Linked DNA regions of Mus musculus: regions 1, 2 and 3 are each linked to region 4. The links are chromatin contacts, called in public HiChIP or PLAC-seq, Micro-C and promoter capture Hi-C maps. All regions are on one chromosome and are shown on one strand. The core of a region is the stretch at or near the end of the contact, and the rest is flanking DNA. Distances in the headings are between cores, read along the strand shown. Region 1 overlaps Ppp1r36 (protein phosphatase 1, regulatory subunit 36). Region 2 holds the start of Rab15 (RAB15, member RAS oncogene family). Region 3 holds the start of Churc1 (churchill domain containing 1). Region 4 overlaps Sptb (spectrin beta, erythrocytic).

Region 1 (3,666 bases), core at 882-3,381, 160 kb after region 4:
AGTTGCTGTTCTTCCAGAGGACCTGAGTTCAGTTCCCAGCACCCATGTGACATCTGACCTGTAACTGGCCTCCTAGAGTGCCTGCACTCACGTGCACATACCGCCATGCAGACATACACACCTACACACTATTAAGATCAATAAATCGTTTATAAAACCCTGTTGAAAGTGGGAAGAAAAGGGGAAGCCATGAAGCCAAAGCACAAAGGAAAAACACAAAATCCCAGAATTCCAGGCAGAGCCCATCTGTTCCCACCCATGTGCCGAGCCTGAAAACCATCCCCTCTAGGATTTAGGACACGTGTCTTCAGTTCTGCCCATTGCTTCTAAAATTTATGTGTGGGAGTAGAGGAGACTGAGCATCATGTAGCCCAGGCTGGCCTTGAACCTACTGTGTAGCTGAGGACCACTATGAACACCTGTGAATCTGCTCTCTCTGCCTCCACCTCCCAAGTGCTGGGATTACAGACTGAACCACCATGATGGCTTTGTGTGTATTAAGCAAGCACTCTACCAACTAAGCTACATCCCCCACCCTTAAACATTCTTCAGACAGTTGATCCAGTGAGAGGTTCACCTGAACTGACAAACACAGTCCTTAGCACGCGAAGGGGTAGGGATGCAGTTTGTGCACAGGACCGTGCGTTCGACCCCTAGCTTCACCTAAAATGAAAACTGCGACACTGACAATCTTGTGGAAAGTGAAATATCACACACATTGCTGCCAAAATGAAGTTGGCATAATTCTATGAGAACAAAAAAACATTTGAAAGGGAATTTAAAGAGACATAGAAGTGATTGTACGTTTTGATCCCTCTTAGAAATTTATTCTTTAAAAAGCATTATCCAAAGTCAGACGGAGAAATTTTGTGAATGAAAACACACTGTTCTAAAAAACAAAACAAAACAAAAAGATATTCAGTTCTGAAAATCTGAGCTAGGCATGGTAGCACACACCCACAATCCCAGGACTTGACAGACTAGGCAGGAGGATCAGGAGTTCAAGATCAACCTCAGAGATATATTGATCATAAGGCCATACTGAACTAAATAAGACCATCTCAAAACCACCAAATTCAATACACAATAACAATTTTATAATAAATATATAACAAGTAACAAATTAATATATAAAATAAATAACAACTATTATTATTATTATTGAGACAGAGTGTCTCACTATGTAGCCCTGGTTGCCCTGGAACGTACTATGTAGATGAAGCTGGCCTCAAACTCATAAATATCCACCTGCCAATGTTTCCCAAGTCCTGGGATCAAAGGCAAGCACCAGCTGACCTACAGATATTATTTATCTATCAGAGAAACAGGTAATGTTCAAAATCCACAAACACAAGTGGCATGAGAGGAAAGCTCGCACGCAGCCAGTTATGACGTAAGGGCTTGGCAGTTACTGACTTTGCAGGACTGAAATCAATTCTTTTCCTCTGTGCAAACACCCTAACACAGTCTATATTTAACTCTGTTATAAAACGACTGATTTCCAGACACTTGAAAAATGAAAAGTTGTCATGATGTTCAGAACCCATAATCGAAGATTTGGGCTGCTTTGTTTTCCTATTTGGCTGTGTTCTGGTTAGTTTTCAGTGCATTTAAAAACTAGCTGGGAGACCTTTCTTCTCTATAACTTATAAGCTAATATGTAAAAGAAATGTCTTTGCTAGATCAGTAATGAGCCTCAGAGTTAAAAGAAATGGGAGAACAAAACCAGCCAAAGAGCTGGACAAACTCACTGAGCCCAGCTTGGGACTCTGAGGCTCCTCAAGTGTTGTAAGCCACAGTTGGCCTCAGCTGTGGATGCTGTCATAGAAACGCTTCGTGTTCTGGCTGCCCTGCTGGGAAATGCCACCCTGAAATAACACTCACTTTGCGAATCTCCTGGTGGCATCGCAGGGACAGCAGTGTCAGAAGTATTACAAAACTGCTATCCAGGGTCATCTATCAGTTCACAAACTGTTTCTCCAATGGCTTGGTCAGATACGGGGTTTTCTATTTTAAAAACATTCTGTAGCAACAAATCAATGGCCCTCCTCAGCATTCCTAACAGTGAAATCCCACAGAGGGGAGAACAGAACAGCCTGGGCACTTGGAAAGTTCCACAGCTTGTGAAAGGTCACCTAGCCTAGGAGGCAGTGTTGTGTTCTGGGCTCCAAGTTCCCAGAGTTTGTCTTTCAGCCACTGCTGCCTAACAGTGCAGTTAAGTTTTCTACGGACGTTCTCCCCCCAGCTAAATCTACTTAAAAAAAACAAAAACAAAAACAAAACCACTAACAATTTAGCTTTTTGTTACCAAACTCTTACAAACTTTTTAGCATGAATTTTGTAAGCATTTAAAAAAAAATGAGAGAGAGGGAGAGAGAGAAAGGGAGACGGAGCGAGAGAGCGCTGCACGGTTCCATGTTGAAGTCACTAGCTATATGTGCCTGCTGAGCACTCCTCTGAATTGAGGAGGCCATTAGAGATACTAGATTCAGGCTGGAGAGATGGCTCAGCAGTCAAGAGCACTGGTTGCTCTTCCAGGGGAGCCTGGTTCAATTCCCGGCACCCACATGTCTCTAACTCCAGTTCCAGAGGATCCGACACCCTAACACAGATGTACATGTAGGCAAATCACTGATGTACACGAAATGAGAGAGAAAGAGAGCAGATTCTAAAGATTACAGAAAAACGTAAAGTCTCCCATTGCTAGCCTCCCAGGGCTGGGGAGGTGGTTCAGTAGGTAAAGTGGTTGGTGCTCAGGCTTAAGGATCCAGCCTTGGATCCCCAGCATCCCTGTGTAAACTTGGCATGGTGGCAGACATCTGTGACCTCAGCTCTGTGGGGAAATGAGACAGACAAGTCCCTGGGGCCCTTGGCCAGCCAGTCTAGCTGAAAATCAGCAAGCTTACGGCAAGAATACAGTGAGAGGCCATGTCTCAAAACACATGGTGGGGGGCGTGGTGAAGCACGCCTTTAATCCCAACACTTGGGAGGCAGAGGCAGGCGGATTTCTGAGTTCGAGGCCAGCCTGGTCTACAGAGTGAGTTCCAGGACAGCCGAGGCTACACAGAGAAACCCTGTCTCGAAAAAACCAAACCAAACCAAACCAAAACAACAACAACAAAAAAAACACATGGTGGGAATGCTAGAGACCTCAGGCCTTCACATGCCCATGCGCATGTGCATGTGAGCATACTACCCCACTCCTACATGCATACACCACATGCATACACATGCATACACTATACACACTCACCTGCACATACAAATGCATGCACACACACATGTATATAGCATATATGTATGCACAAAGAAGGAATACAATTTTAAAAATAGAATTATTTTAAAATAGTAACATCCTAGTGTTGACTACATGTTATCATCATAATATTTTTAACTCAATAGGTTGGATAAAATAATTATTTAAATTAACTTTAGATAGATGTCATTTTGTATCTTTAAAAATAAAAACATTAAAATGTTTTATTATCAAAAATATTAAATAATATTAAAAATAAAAATTTCTAATAATGCATTAGAAAATTTTGGGTCCAGCAGCGGTGGTGGTGCAGGCCTCTAGTCTCAGCACTTGGGAGGCAGAGGCAGGTGGATCTCTGAGTTTGAGACCAGCCTGATGTACAAGAGCAAGTTCCAGGACAGCCAGGGCTA
Region 2 (3,697 bases), core at 783-3,282, 230 kb before region 4:
CAGTGGAAGCTACTGAGTTTGAAATCAGCCCTGTATGATGAAATAGACTTACTTTTTAGTAACAACCCCCTTTAAAAACAAAAACAAAAAAAACACTTCACTTTCCCGTCTTACCCAGAAAAAGCAATTTTTTAAAAAGGAAAGTTCCCCTATGGGTTGAGAGATTTGCCTCGTCTTGCATGTCTCCCCTGCTCTCTCTGACAGAGCCGCAGGTAATCAGTATCATCCCGAAAGGAGAGACCAGGGACAGTATTTACAGTGGCTCAATGGGAAAGCAGCTAAGGAACCTAACATCGGGGCTGCTGGCCAACACATGCTCTGTGTTCTTTGCACTGATGAGGGGGCTGGGCTGGGGACCACAGCAAATTAGGCCTCAGTTCAGCAAAGCTATCCCTAGCCTTCATCTGAGGGCTATTTTTATAGCCCAGGGAAGCAGAAAAAAAATCAATGGAGTGTTCTATAACTGAGGATTTATTAAGTCAAGTACCATGCTAAACAAAGTCCTAGAACTTTCTATGTAGCACCTTATTTTTACAATCCCATAAGAAGATCGTTACCCTAAGTACCCTTATTTTGATGAGGAAAGTGAGAGGCAAGATTTCACAGCTGTTGAGCACGGTACCTGGAAGAACTCATGTGTCTCACCCAAGAGCCCCCATCATGCCTTTGAAACCCAGCAAAAACCAAATGCAGAGAAATGCACCTCTGTGTGTGTGTGTGTGTGTGTGTGTGTATACACATATATATTAATTATCACATTTATACATGCCTATCTGTGCATCGCATGCATGCCTGGCACCTGCAGAGACTAGAAGCAGATGTCGGAACCCCTAGAACTCAAGTTAAGCTGCTGTATGGGTACTGTACTGAGAACTGAACCTCTGGAAGAGCAGCCCTTGTTCCCAACCTCTGAGCAGTCTCACACCTGGGAATCTTAATGGCCAGTCTAGGATCTGTTCCTTAAATAAAAGTAGCAAACATGTTTAGGGGTTTCCCTTCATTTAGGCACATTGCTTGAAATGTAGTTCATTTCAAGACAATAAATAGGCTTATCATTTTCCTTGATCCATTTCTCCTACTGACAAATTCATTTTCCATCTAATATTTAGCTTGAACACACACGTGCACATGCACTCCCACACACTCACACAGTCGTTGCTTTTTAAAGACCCAGTAGACTAGACTTGCTCTCCCCTAATACTAGTTCTCAAGAGCAGGCAATTTTCTGAACCCCAGAGAGGATTGATTTTCCTCTCTGGTGCTAACACATTTGGCAGCAGTAAACTGGGTCTCTAGAGAGGACAATTCATTCTTGGGTACCATTTGTATACAGAAATAAATATTTGGTAATCCGAGAACCTACCCTAGCAATCTAGACCCAAAGAAAACTTTACAGGAACCTCCTCCAAATAATTTTGCAACTTGGATTTCATTTTTAATGATAATTTATCTGTCTACTCTGAAGAACTGAACAATGAATGGGTCAGCGGGTGTTTTCCCGGTTTAAGAGGTGGGAGGGCATGACATAAGTCACTGTTGTGGGGCGGCCAAATGGCAATGACAGTTAATTCCGCAACACACCGGAGTGTTGGTGAAGGGAAGGGCGGTCCAATCCAGACCCTGATGAAGGCCTTCCAACTAGGGGTGAGCCCAGGTGGACCTGCCACTCATAAGCTGGGCCAGGCCGCTGAAGGGGCAACCTAGGTAGGGTGGAGTGATCAAGATCAGGCTTTGATCGAGGAGAAGAGATGGGACCGGGAAGTCAAGGTTGGGGATCTGGGCTGGGTGGGCGCTCATTCCAACTCCGCCTCTCAGATCGTCGGCGGAAAGATGCAGACGTATCCCTTCCGAACCCTGCCCGGGTCCGGGCACCCCAGGGCTTGAGAGCAGAGCTGGGATCCCGCCCCGGGCGGCCGCGGGGACCCCGACGCTCCCCTCCCCCGCTCCCGCTGCAGCGGCGGTGCAGGGGACGGGCGGAGGGCCGGGCAGGGGCGGCAGCCGCAGCTGTCCCCTCCCACCTCCCGCCAGCGCGAGCTTCCCCGCGACGCGCTCCCGCCGCAGCCGCGCTTCCCCGCGCCAGCGAGCCAGCGAGCGAGCGGGCGAGGCCAGCGCGGGGGCCGGGCCGCTTCCTTCTCGCCACCGCGGCGTCCTGGGGCTGGCTCCAGCCGCGATGGCAGAGGCTGAGCGGGGCTGAGCCCGCAGCCGCCCGCAGCCCTCGGGCCCCCTTGAGTCCCTGCCATGGCGAAACAGTACGATGTGCTGTTCCGGCTACTGCTGATCGGGGACTCCGGGGTTGGCAAGACATGCCTGCTGTGCCGCTTCACCGACAACGAGTTCCACTCCTCGCATATCTCCACCATCGGTAAGGGGCGGTGGCCCAGGGGCGCCCTATTCTCCCCTCCCGGTGGTTGCTTCTTTATCCCCAGCCCGGAAGGGATTGTGCGCCCCTTAAGGTAGAGGCGGTGGCGCGGGAGGCCAGGGATAGGGAGTGCATACACCTAGGGGTGTGAGGTTCCTCCCCCCCCCACACACACACTGGGGCCCTGAGACTGGGTTCCTACAGGTGAGGGGTATATGCTGCCTACAGTCATGGTCTAAAGATGGGAGTTCTGCCTTCTGGCAGGGGAGCCTTCCGATCCAAGATCCAAGATGAGAAAACAGGCGGGTGTAGGCCAGAGTGCCCTGAGACAGGGCAGCGAGATTCACAGCCAGTGAAGTGATATACCCACAGCTCCAAATGAAGGGAGGAGAACGGAATCAAAATGAGGACCAGGCAGTAAGTCACTGAGGTACCCTTAGTTTTAGGGTGAGTCGGTGTGGAGCCAGGATAGGAGTGGACAGAGGCAGACTCAGTAGTGAAGGGAAAGTCACAAGGTGGGACGCCTGGAGGACAGGGATACCACAGTGCAAGAAGGAAGATACGGGTGGGCAGAGACTGTTTGAAGGACGGTGGGAAAATCGGAAATGTCCATGCAGAGCAGAGGGTCAGCAAGTAGGCAGGCCCTACATGAGACCCGGACAAAGGCCTGGTTGGTACCCTGGCAAGGCCATTGAGGGCCACTCTGAGAGTGACTCAGTGGTCTCTCCTTCATGGGCAAGGCAAGGTCCTCTCTTCCAGGACGTCTGCCTTGAGGGGATTCCACCCATATCTGACACCAGGGTACCACACTTGGTCAGCTGTGGAGGATCCTTCTCGTGGCTCCTGACAGAAACAACCTGCTGACAACCTGGTCATCCAGTAGGAATCCTCTCCTAGAAGGCCCTGCTGCCTTCGGGGAGGACTCCAGCTCTCCTTGAGAGCTTCCTCTTAAGGCTTTCTTCTTCTCCCTTCACACTCCTCCCCCAACACACACTCCTTGCCAAGAGAGAAGGTGAGGGTAGTTGCAGTCTGGAGAAACAGAGCCTTGTAGTTGAGGCAGGCATGGCCTTGACATGTATGTGACGCTGACTGAGTGCTGGAGGTCCCTCTCATTGCGCTCGTAAGGTCTCCTTGTGTGCTTTCCCCTCCTCAAGTCAGAGCCAGAACAAAACTTGTCTATATTTCTCTGGAACGCTAAGGCCAGCTTCTAAGAGACCCCAGGAGCTAGGGTTGGGCCACTGTTTGAATAAGAACCATTGTGGAGGGATTAGAAGGGGGCAGATACTGAGCCTTGCCTGAGAGAGGGCTGCCTGCCTCTCTAGAGCTCTTAGAGATGAG
Region 3 (3,822 bases), core at 46-2,545, 170 kb before region 4:
ATCTGCTTGCCTCTGTCTCCCCAGTGCTGGGATTAGAGGTGTGTGCCCATCACTCACAAACTATTAAGAGAAAGAACTATGAGGATGTTTTCCCTCCCAGCCAACTCAAGGGTCCTTCATCTTGCTATTGTCCTGCAGATCCTTCCTCCTCTAAATCATCGTCCAAACCCACCTTATGTGGAAGGAGAACACCGCAGCCCCATTCCTGCTCAATCTTCCTTTTCACTACGTTTAAACAGCAGCCTGTCAATCCTATGCCCCCAAATTGCAAGCCCAGAAGCAGCCCCAGAGCCTTGGCAGTCACTCCTTCACAGAGCAGCCAAGCACTCTCTACACACATCAACGTGCAGTAGTGATTCCCTGAAAGAACAGTAAGAGCCAAGCCTCAAAACCTCCTAAGCCCGAGAGGCGCAAAGGCTTAAAATAAGAGCAGGGGGTATAGTTCTGTTGGCAGAGTGCTTGCCTGGTAGGGACACATGCTGGGGTCAGGCCTCAGTGCTAAGAAGGGAAGGGGAAAGGGAAGGCGCAAGGAAAAGAGAACGGGACGAGGCGGAGAGGGAGATCACAATCTAGTCTCGGCTCTCATACTTGGGCAGGTGATAGGTCCTCTCTGGGGACCAGTTCTGCCATCTTCAAACGTGGGTTAGAACCAGAGGCTGGAAGTGTAGCTCAGTCGGTGGCAAGCTTGCCTCCGCACCAAGCTCTCACTTCCATCCCTAACATTTTCTAAATTGAGCCCAGTGGCGCGCGCTTGTAATGCCAGCGTTCAAGAGGTATGTGGAAGGAGGATCAAAGTCAAACAAAATCCTCCTCGGGTACATAGAGAGTTCGAAACCAGCCTGGGCTACACAAAACCTGTCTCAAAAAAGGTGGATTTTAAAATGACCTCATACGTTCATTCAGCGACAGAATGAGGTAAAAAGAATTCCATCAAGTCGAGCTGGAGGATGAAGCCGGGATCGCGTCAGGGCCTCAGAGGCTGCTGTCAATTTGGGTGGGTAGGTAATTTTGAGGGTTCCCCGTTGTCCCCAGCAACAGAACCGGAAGGACCGCTGACGTCAGCCACCAGAGGGAACCTGCGGCCGGTACTCAGGGTCACTGGGGTGACAGGACTGCAGAGTGGGCCCCTGGCCTGTCTAGGAATATCGGTCGAACACCGAGCCTGCGAGAGGCTCTTCGCGCCCACTTGCTCACCCGATTGGGGTACTCCTTCTCCACACAGTCCCCACACATCGTCACGCAGTTTTCGGAGAACGACCCCAGCGACACCCGGAAGGCGAAACCTCGCGAGAGTTGAGATATCGATTTTGTCGCACACGATCTAAGGACTCCACAGCTGGCTAAAAGTCTCCGCCCATAGCAACGGTTGTTAGGCGGTCTCCGGGTAAGGAGGGTGCACCGAGGACTGGACTCAAAAATCTTCAGGTATTGAAAAGATCTGAGGACTCAAAGAAGTGTCGAAAAGAGGAAGAGGCTTTGAGCCTGAAAGAACTTCTAATAGGCGCCTTCTTGAATTCTGATTAAAAAAGAATTACAGAAGTACAGCAAAAAGGGGAATTGTTTCTTCTTGCCTCCATTTTTACCAGACTCAAAAAACCTGAAATGACAGTTTAAATACCATTTTGTGCTATAATAACAGATAAGAGATCAGACTTCAGAGAAGGAGTAAGCTGGTGTTTGGGAAGAGAAGCTTAGAGCGCTGTCGAGAACCTACTAAATTATTTAAATTAGATTCTTATCATACGCCTTGTACAAAAATCAATTCAAAAATGGATCAAAACCCATTATCTAAAACAGGAAACACTGAAACTTCCAGAAGAAAACATAGGGGATAGTTGTCAAGATATTGGGTTGGAGGGGCTGGAGAGATGGCTTAGCCATTAGGAACACTGAATGCTCTTCCAGAGGACCCAATTTCACTTCCCAGAACTCACATGGCAGCTCACAACTGTCTGTAACTCCAAGATCTGACACCCTAACACAAACACACATGCAGGCAATGTGCATAAAATAAAAGTAAATTTTTTAAAAAAGACACTGCTTTGGACAAGAACTTTTTAATTAGCACAGGAACACTAACACTAACAGAAACTAACCCTTAGTATCAACGGACTACACGAAAAGTTTCTATTCAGCAAAGGACACAATTAGCAGAAAAAAACAGTCCTCAGCATGGGAAACATCTTTACCAGCCATATTTCAAACAAGAGGCAAATATCCAGAATTTATAAGAATTGCAGAAACTAAATACCAAGGAAACAAAACTGCCAGTCAATAAATGGGCAAATGAATTGAATAGACACTTTTCAAAATTAAAAAAAAAAACAAAACATGGCCAATAAGTGTTCATTGTCCTCAAACATCAGGGAAGTGCAAATTAAAATTATTTTTTAGATACCCTCTCACCCCTGTCGGAATGGCTCTCATCAATAAATCTGATGACAAATGCTGGGAAGGATGTGGAGAGAAAGGAACTGTTAGTCACTGTTGGTGGGAGTGCAAATTAAAATACAGACATTGTAGAATCAGTTTGGTGACTACTCAAAAAGTTAAAACTAGAATCACCATATGAACCTGTTATTCTATTCCTGGGCATTTACCCAGAACACATAGGAATATTTACACCCCTGTGTTTATTCCTGATTTATTTACTCTACCAAGAATTAAGATCAACCTAGTTGTCTGTCAACAGATAAAAGTAAAATGAAAAATCTCTCTATATAAAAAATGGAGCTGGGCAGTGGTGCACATGACATTAGTACCAACACTCGGGAGGCAGAGGCTGGCCAAACTCTGTGCAGTTTAGGCCAACCTGGTCTATAGATAGAGTTCCAGGACAACCAGGGCTACACAGGAAAAAAAATACTATTCAGTTCTAAAGAAAAAAAATGAAATCACAAAATTTGTAGGAAAATGAGTGGACTTATAATATTAAGTAAGGTAATACACCCTCAGGAAGGAAAAAAAAGCTGTTCTCCATGATACCCAGAATGTAGTTGTTAGCATTCTAAGCTCCACCCCATAGTTACCTGGCAACAGCCAGGTGTGCCTGACTCACTATAAAAGGGGCTGCTTGCCCACCTCTTCACTCTCTTGCTCCTGTCTTCCTGCCCCTGCTCTGTCTTCTCGACCATTCTTCCCCTCTCTCTCCACATGCTCATGGCTGGTCTCTACCCCTCTACTTCTCTACTCTTTCTTTCTCTGCCTTTCTCTGCCTCTACTACCCTCTTGACTCCCCTCCCCATGCCCTGAATAAACTCTATTCTATACTATATGGTCCTGTGGCTGGTCCCTCAGGGGGAAGGGATGCCTCAGCCTGGGCCCACAGAGACACCCCTTTCTATGCCTCCATAGAACATACCCCACCTCTCTTTATCATTTTATAAACACATCAGTAGTCACTAGTATGTGTGTGTGGAAATAAATGTGTATGTGGGAATAGGATCATATAGAGAAAAGAGAAGAAGAAAGTGTAGCAGTTAATTAAGCCACTTTGCCTCCTGATAGGTCTCTCACTGCACCTGCCCAAGAGCTCTGGATTAGCCAATGAAAGACACACACACACACACACACACACACACACACACACACACGCATGTCAGCTAATTTTGATATGCTTTGACTAGCTCAGTGACTGAGCACTTCTAAACCTCCCCGTGGCTAGCACACACTCCCCTCCAGTATTCCTAGCTTAACACACAAATGTAAAATGCAAACTTCTGGGCACCTCCTCCACCCCCACAGGGCTGCTTTCCCTTTCCCCCTGTACAGCTGGATCACTTTTCTCCTGCAGCTCTTAACTCTGATCCCTCTCCTCAGTCT
Region 4 (3,646 bases), core at 539-3,038:
CTCATGAATGGGCCTGGGGTGCCATGGCTCTCCTGCTGGTCCTATCTGTGCAGTCTGGTGTCGGGTCCTGTAGTTTAGATACATGCCACATTGCTTCGTGTAAAAGCCCTTACTAATGCATGTCGCTTCCTGCTGGAGTTACGAATGGGAGTGGAACACCACGTACCCCTTGCCCTGCCTGGATAGTGCCTGGATAGGTGGCACCCTGCGGGCCTTGATCCAGCCTTCCCTTTCCTGTGTGTGTACATGCAATGACTGAGCTGCCAAACCATCACTGTGCACTGCCACTACTGCCCCTCGCCTCTGCATGTTAGAATGCATTCTGGTAAAAGCCGGACCCTTCCCACAGGTAAGTGTGAGGCCAAGCCAGAGACACAAGGTATCACAAGAAGCAAGACTCGGGATGAAGTCAGAATGTCTGGGGTCTGGTCTTTGGTTCTGGTTAACCTGTGTGGGTTTGGAATCCTCTCCCCGTCCCCAAGCCTCTTGCCTTATAAAGGTCTTTTTGTAAGGTTACAGAAAGTCCACAGTCCCACGAGTCAGCGACGTAGCCTTCCAAGGGGGAGACTGAGAGGATGGCTTTCCTATTTTCCTTCCATCTGCTCCTAACTCTGAGATTCCGGAAGCTACTGTGAAATCAGGATGGGGAAGGAGAGGTCACAGCCTAGGGTGTTTGCCCTTGTCCCTCTTTGAGGAAAGGACTGAGGTTCAAACCTATATAATGCCAGAAGTGGAGCCCTGAGGGGGCCTTCAGCCGGAGGGTAAAGCAGGAGGACTTTCTGGCAAGAGACAGGCACCCTCTCTGCCTCCTGTGCTTCCCTTCCCCTGGGAAAGATCCGGTCCTCTCCTGAATGTTCATCTTCCAGGCATTGCTCCTCAGACTGCCCAGTGTTGTGTTTGTAGGAAGATGTTTCCTCCTAGGAGAGAAGAGAGCAAGCTCTCATGGGGTTAAAGAGAGTGTGAGTTTCCTCAGGCTCAAAACCTCTTCCTACACACTGCTGTGTCACACTGTCCCTGCTGGGATGACAGGAGTGACACCCCTGAAAGACTCAGATGCTGTTGGGGGCTGTAACGAGAAACAGTCTTAGTTTGGAACCAACCTACCCTTCCTGCCTCCAAGTCCCCAGGCTAGGCCCAGTGTGCAGTGCAGGGGGACCCCAAGGATCAAAGCCACTCCAGACGGTGTCAGAGTGGGTGCTACTCATGGTCAGTCTGGCAGGGACGAATCTTACCCCAGGGTAGTTCCCAGCCACCACTCTTTAAGTGTGACCTTCCATGAATGGCCACACAGCCAACTTCCCCTGAGACAGGCTGATCGTCAGAGTAGGGCTGCCAGGGTAATCTGAATCTTGCTGATCTTCCTTCCATTGTCTCAGAGGCTTTGGGAGAGCAGCCAGCACATGTGAGTGAGGGGCTGTACCCCAAGGGCTGTGCAGGCACCAGGATCTCGGGGTCCATGGCCACCCCTGTGGCAAGGCCTTGATAGCTCCAGCCACAGTTGCCCCCAGCAGCCAGCTTTGCTCAGCAGCCAGCAGTGAGGCTCTGACGTTGGTGGATGCTGTGCGAGTGGGATAGCAGCTGTTTCTTCTTGCCTAAACAGCTTTCCCAGTCCTTGCCCCTCCCACACCCCCAAACAGCAGCTTTTTCAGACATTTTGCCTCAAATGCAAATCCTCTTTGTTCCAAATGGGCAGTCTCTGCCTGAAACAGACGTCAGCCTTGCCCCAAACTTGGGCGTGTTTCTCTCTCCCCAGGATGCCTGAGTCAGCGTGGCAAGGGTGTGTCTGCCTGCAGTCTGGCACTGTGCCCTGGCTCCCTAGAGAAACCTTCTCTCTTTCTGGGCGTTACACACAGCAGGGTGTGGCCAGCTCTCTCTTTGCTATGCCAGATGCTAATGCCTGGTCCTTCTGCTGCAAAGTCTCCCCCAAGTTTCTTGTTTCAAGCTCTATGTTCTCCAGTCCCCTGTCCCCCAATACCGATGGACTCAGGATGAGACTCAGCTAACATTCGGGAGCACCTGGGAAGTGGGTGGAGAACTGCCTACTTGACAGTGCCAGGGTCCAGGCCTCTAAAGTCAGCTCACAGGTCATACACATTGAAAACCACCTCGCTTGCTCTCTGGTGGCAGTGGGTCAGGCGGCCTCCTGTGTCCAAGAGAAGCCTCCACTTCCCTTTGCTTTGTCCAGTGCCATGAACCATATTCCCTCTATCTTGCCCAAGCTCCTCAGTAGACAACAGTTGCCCCTTGGAGTGTAGGATTGAGCCTCTCTGCTTCCAAATCCCACTCCTGGCAGCCCCTCACCATCTCCTGGCCTGCCATATGCCAGTCTGCCTTTCCTTCTCCACCCTACACTTCTGGTTCAGCAAAGCCTCTCCTTTGGGGGAACTGTCGACCCCAAGGCTCCGTGGTCTCATGCATGTCTTTGGCTGCTTTTCGACTCAGCAAACGGATTCTTTCTCTTCTCTTGCAAACAACTGTTTTCAGGTACCCTTCGCAAGCTATCTAGACAACCCTTCTCCGTCACAGCCCAGGGGCCAAGACGTCAGGCACTGGGGAGAATAAACATCCCGAACTGCTAGGGTTGCTGCTCACCCTGCCCTCACCTGGCACTGTTTGGTTGCCTAAAGCATCTAGCAGTGTGTCTTTTGTGGTGCAAATCCCATTTCCAGCAGAGAAGAGAGCAGATCATACCACCTTAACAAATTGGCCACATGCCTGATGTAAGCTGGGCACATCTCATTTAGACTGGGAACCCAACAGGTGATACTTTCTTCAGCAGTCACGGTATTATGCGCACATAAACACACCTGGACTGAATAGAAAAAGCATTGTGTTTGGAGCTAAGCAGACCCATCTTCTACCTTCCATTGTTAGATATATGGCTGTGGGCAGATTTCCTGTTCCCCGTAATCTGTAAAACAGAGAGCCTGTGAGGCTTGCGAGACAGAATGTGCATAGAGAACTTGGTGCTTAGCACATGGTCAGTTAGGTCCCGTCATCCTTACCTTAACCCTTCATCTTTGAGAAGAACCTTCCCTCATATGGACTCTAACATTACCACGGTTGTAGACAGCAACCAGCCCAAGGCCTCCATCCTTGACACTCCATCTATGTACGTTCTAGGCTCCTGTCCCAGAACTCATCTCACTGCTAACATGAAGCAGTCTGTTCTGAGGTCCATCCATGCCCCTGGCTCTCACCAACATTAACAGTAGAGGGAGAGTTCTGTCAGCAGGGTTCTTTTGCTTATGGGTCCATCGTAATTCACTGAGCATCTTTAGGAAGACCCTGTGGTCCTGGGCCAGGGTATTTTGGCCTGTGGAATTAATGGTCTGTGTGCAGTCCCCCACACCCCCTGCTGGCTGATCCTGGAAATGCATCTTTAAAAGCCAAGCTTATGTGACTTACTTGACTTTGCAAGGCTGTCAAGATTCCACCAAGACTCCCAGGAGCCAGGAGTCTCTCCTTGTTTAGCCTCAATCCCAGGAGGTCCTACAAGGCTCTTCTGAGTGTCTTTTCTTTCCATAATGTCCCCCAATCAGCAGCCAATTCCCTTCTCAGACATCGTGCCAGCAGCTGGTACACACATCTTCCCATCAGACACCTCTTCTTGTGTGTTTTAACAAATCAGCAAACCAGCCTCTAC

Evidence for each region. Hi-C and Micro-C count contacts between places; a contact is called where the count stands out from the background. HiChIP or PLAC-seq counts read pairs in DNA pulled down with a chosen protein or histone mark. Capture Hi-C pulls out chosen DNA fragments and counts their contacts.
Region 1: a contact with region 4 is called in a promoter capture Hi-C map of adipose tissue. The contact joins two enhancer-like sites. A contact is called at or near these places in 7 of 39 promoter capture datasets (the 3T3-L1 cell line, cranial neural crest, embryonic stem cells and 3 more), 2 of 15 datasets of contacts at CTCF or cohesin (the NIH/3T3 cell line and large pre-B cells), 3 of 484 Hi-C or Micro-C datasets (the HPC-7 cell line, the N1E-115 cell line and embryonic stem cells), 7 of 115 datasets of contacts at active chromatin or transcription factors (bone marrow-derived macrophages, embryonic stem cells and fibro-adipogenic progenitors) and 3 of 9 other capture datasets (adipose tissue, embryonic stem cells and liver).
Region 2: a contact with region 4 is called in a Micro-C map of palatal mesenchyme, with 2.1 times the contacts expected there. The contact joins the promoter of Rab15 here to the enhancer-like site in region 4. A contact is called at or near these places in 7 of 39 promoter capture datasets (the C10 cell line, cranial neural crest, embryonic stem cells and 4 more), 1 of 15 datasets of contacts at CTCF or cohesin (embryonic stem cells), 19 of 484 Hi-C or Micro-C datasets (B cells, the G1E-ER4 cell line, the HPC-7 cell line and 7 more), 12 of 115 datasets of contacts at active chromatin or transcription factors (bone marrow-derived macrophages, embryonic limb bud, embryonic stem cells and 2 more) and 3 of 9 other capture datasets (adipose tissue, embryonic stem cells and liver).
Region 3: a contact with region 4 is called in an H3K4me3 HiChIP or PLAC-seq map of bone marrow-derived macrophages, with 3 times the contacts expected there. The contact joins the promoter of Churc1 here to the enhancer-like site in region 4. A contact is called at or near these places in 8 of 39 promoter capture datasets (embryonic stem cells, epiblast stem cells, fetal liver and 4 more), 2 of 15 datasets of contacts at CTCF or cohesin (CD8 T cells and the NIH/3T3 cell line), 5 of 484 Hi-C or Micro-C datasets (the N1E-115 cell line, nephron progenitors, trophoblast stem cells and 1 more), 17 of 115 datasets of contacts at active chromatin or transcription factors (bone marrow-derived macrophages, cardiomyocytes, embryonic fibroblasts and 8 more) and 4 of 9 other capture datasets (adipose tissue, embryonic stem cells, liver and 1 more).

What each region holds. Positions count from the first base shown.
Region 1 is chr12:76,429,361-76,433,026 of GRCm38.p6, reverse strand. The region is part of intron 6 of Ppp1r36 (protein phosphatase 1, regulatory subunit 36); the gene reads right to left. Among named protein-coding and RNA genes, the nearest start is that of Gm10451, 13 kb to the left of the region's middle. Within about 2 kb of position 2,131, at least 16 of the 459 cell types and tissues checked have an H3K27ac peak or open chromatin away from gene starts, as enhancers often do. A contact at or near this core is called in adipose tissue, where this site is marked.
Region 2 is chr12:76,820,859-76,824,555 of GRCm38.p6, reverse strand. Rab15 (RAB15, member RAS oncogene family) reads left to right here and starts at 2,032. Exons shown (of 7, transcript NM_134050.5): 1 at 2,032-2,362. The coding sequence starts at 2,239. Gm34988 (a long non-coding RNA gene) reads right to left here. Exons shown (of 2, transcript XR_381699.2): 2 at 2,656-3,697.
Region 3 is chr12:76,763,011-76,766,832 of GRCm38.p6, reverse strand. Churc1 (churchill domain containing 1) reads right to left here and starts at 1,295. Exons shown (of 4, transcript NM_206534.2): 1 at 1,195-1,295. The coding sequence starts at 1,233.
Region 4 is chr12:76,592,118-76,595,763 of GRCm38.p6, reverse strand. The region is part of intron 32 of Sptb (spectrin beta, erythrocytic); the gene reads left to right. Among named protein-coding and RNA genes, the nearest start is that of AI463170, 46 kb to the right of the region's middle. Within about 2 kb of position 1,788, at least 197 of the 459 cell types and tissues checked have an H3K27ac peak or open chromatin away from gene starts, as enhancers often do. A contact at or near this core is called in CD8 T cells, the G1E-ER4 cell line, the N1E-115 cell line and 9 more, where this site is marked.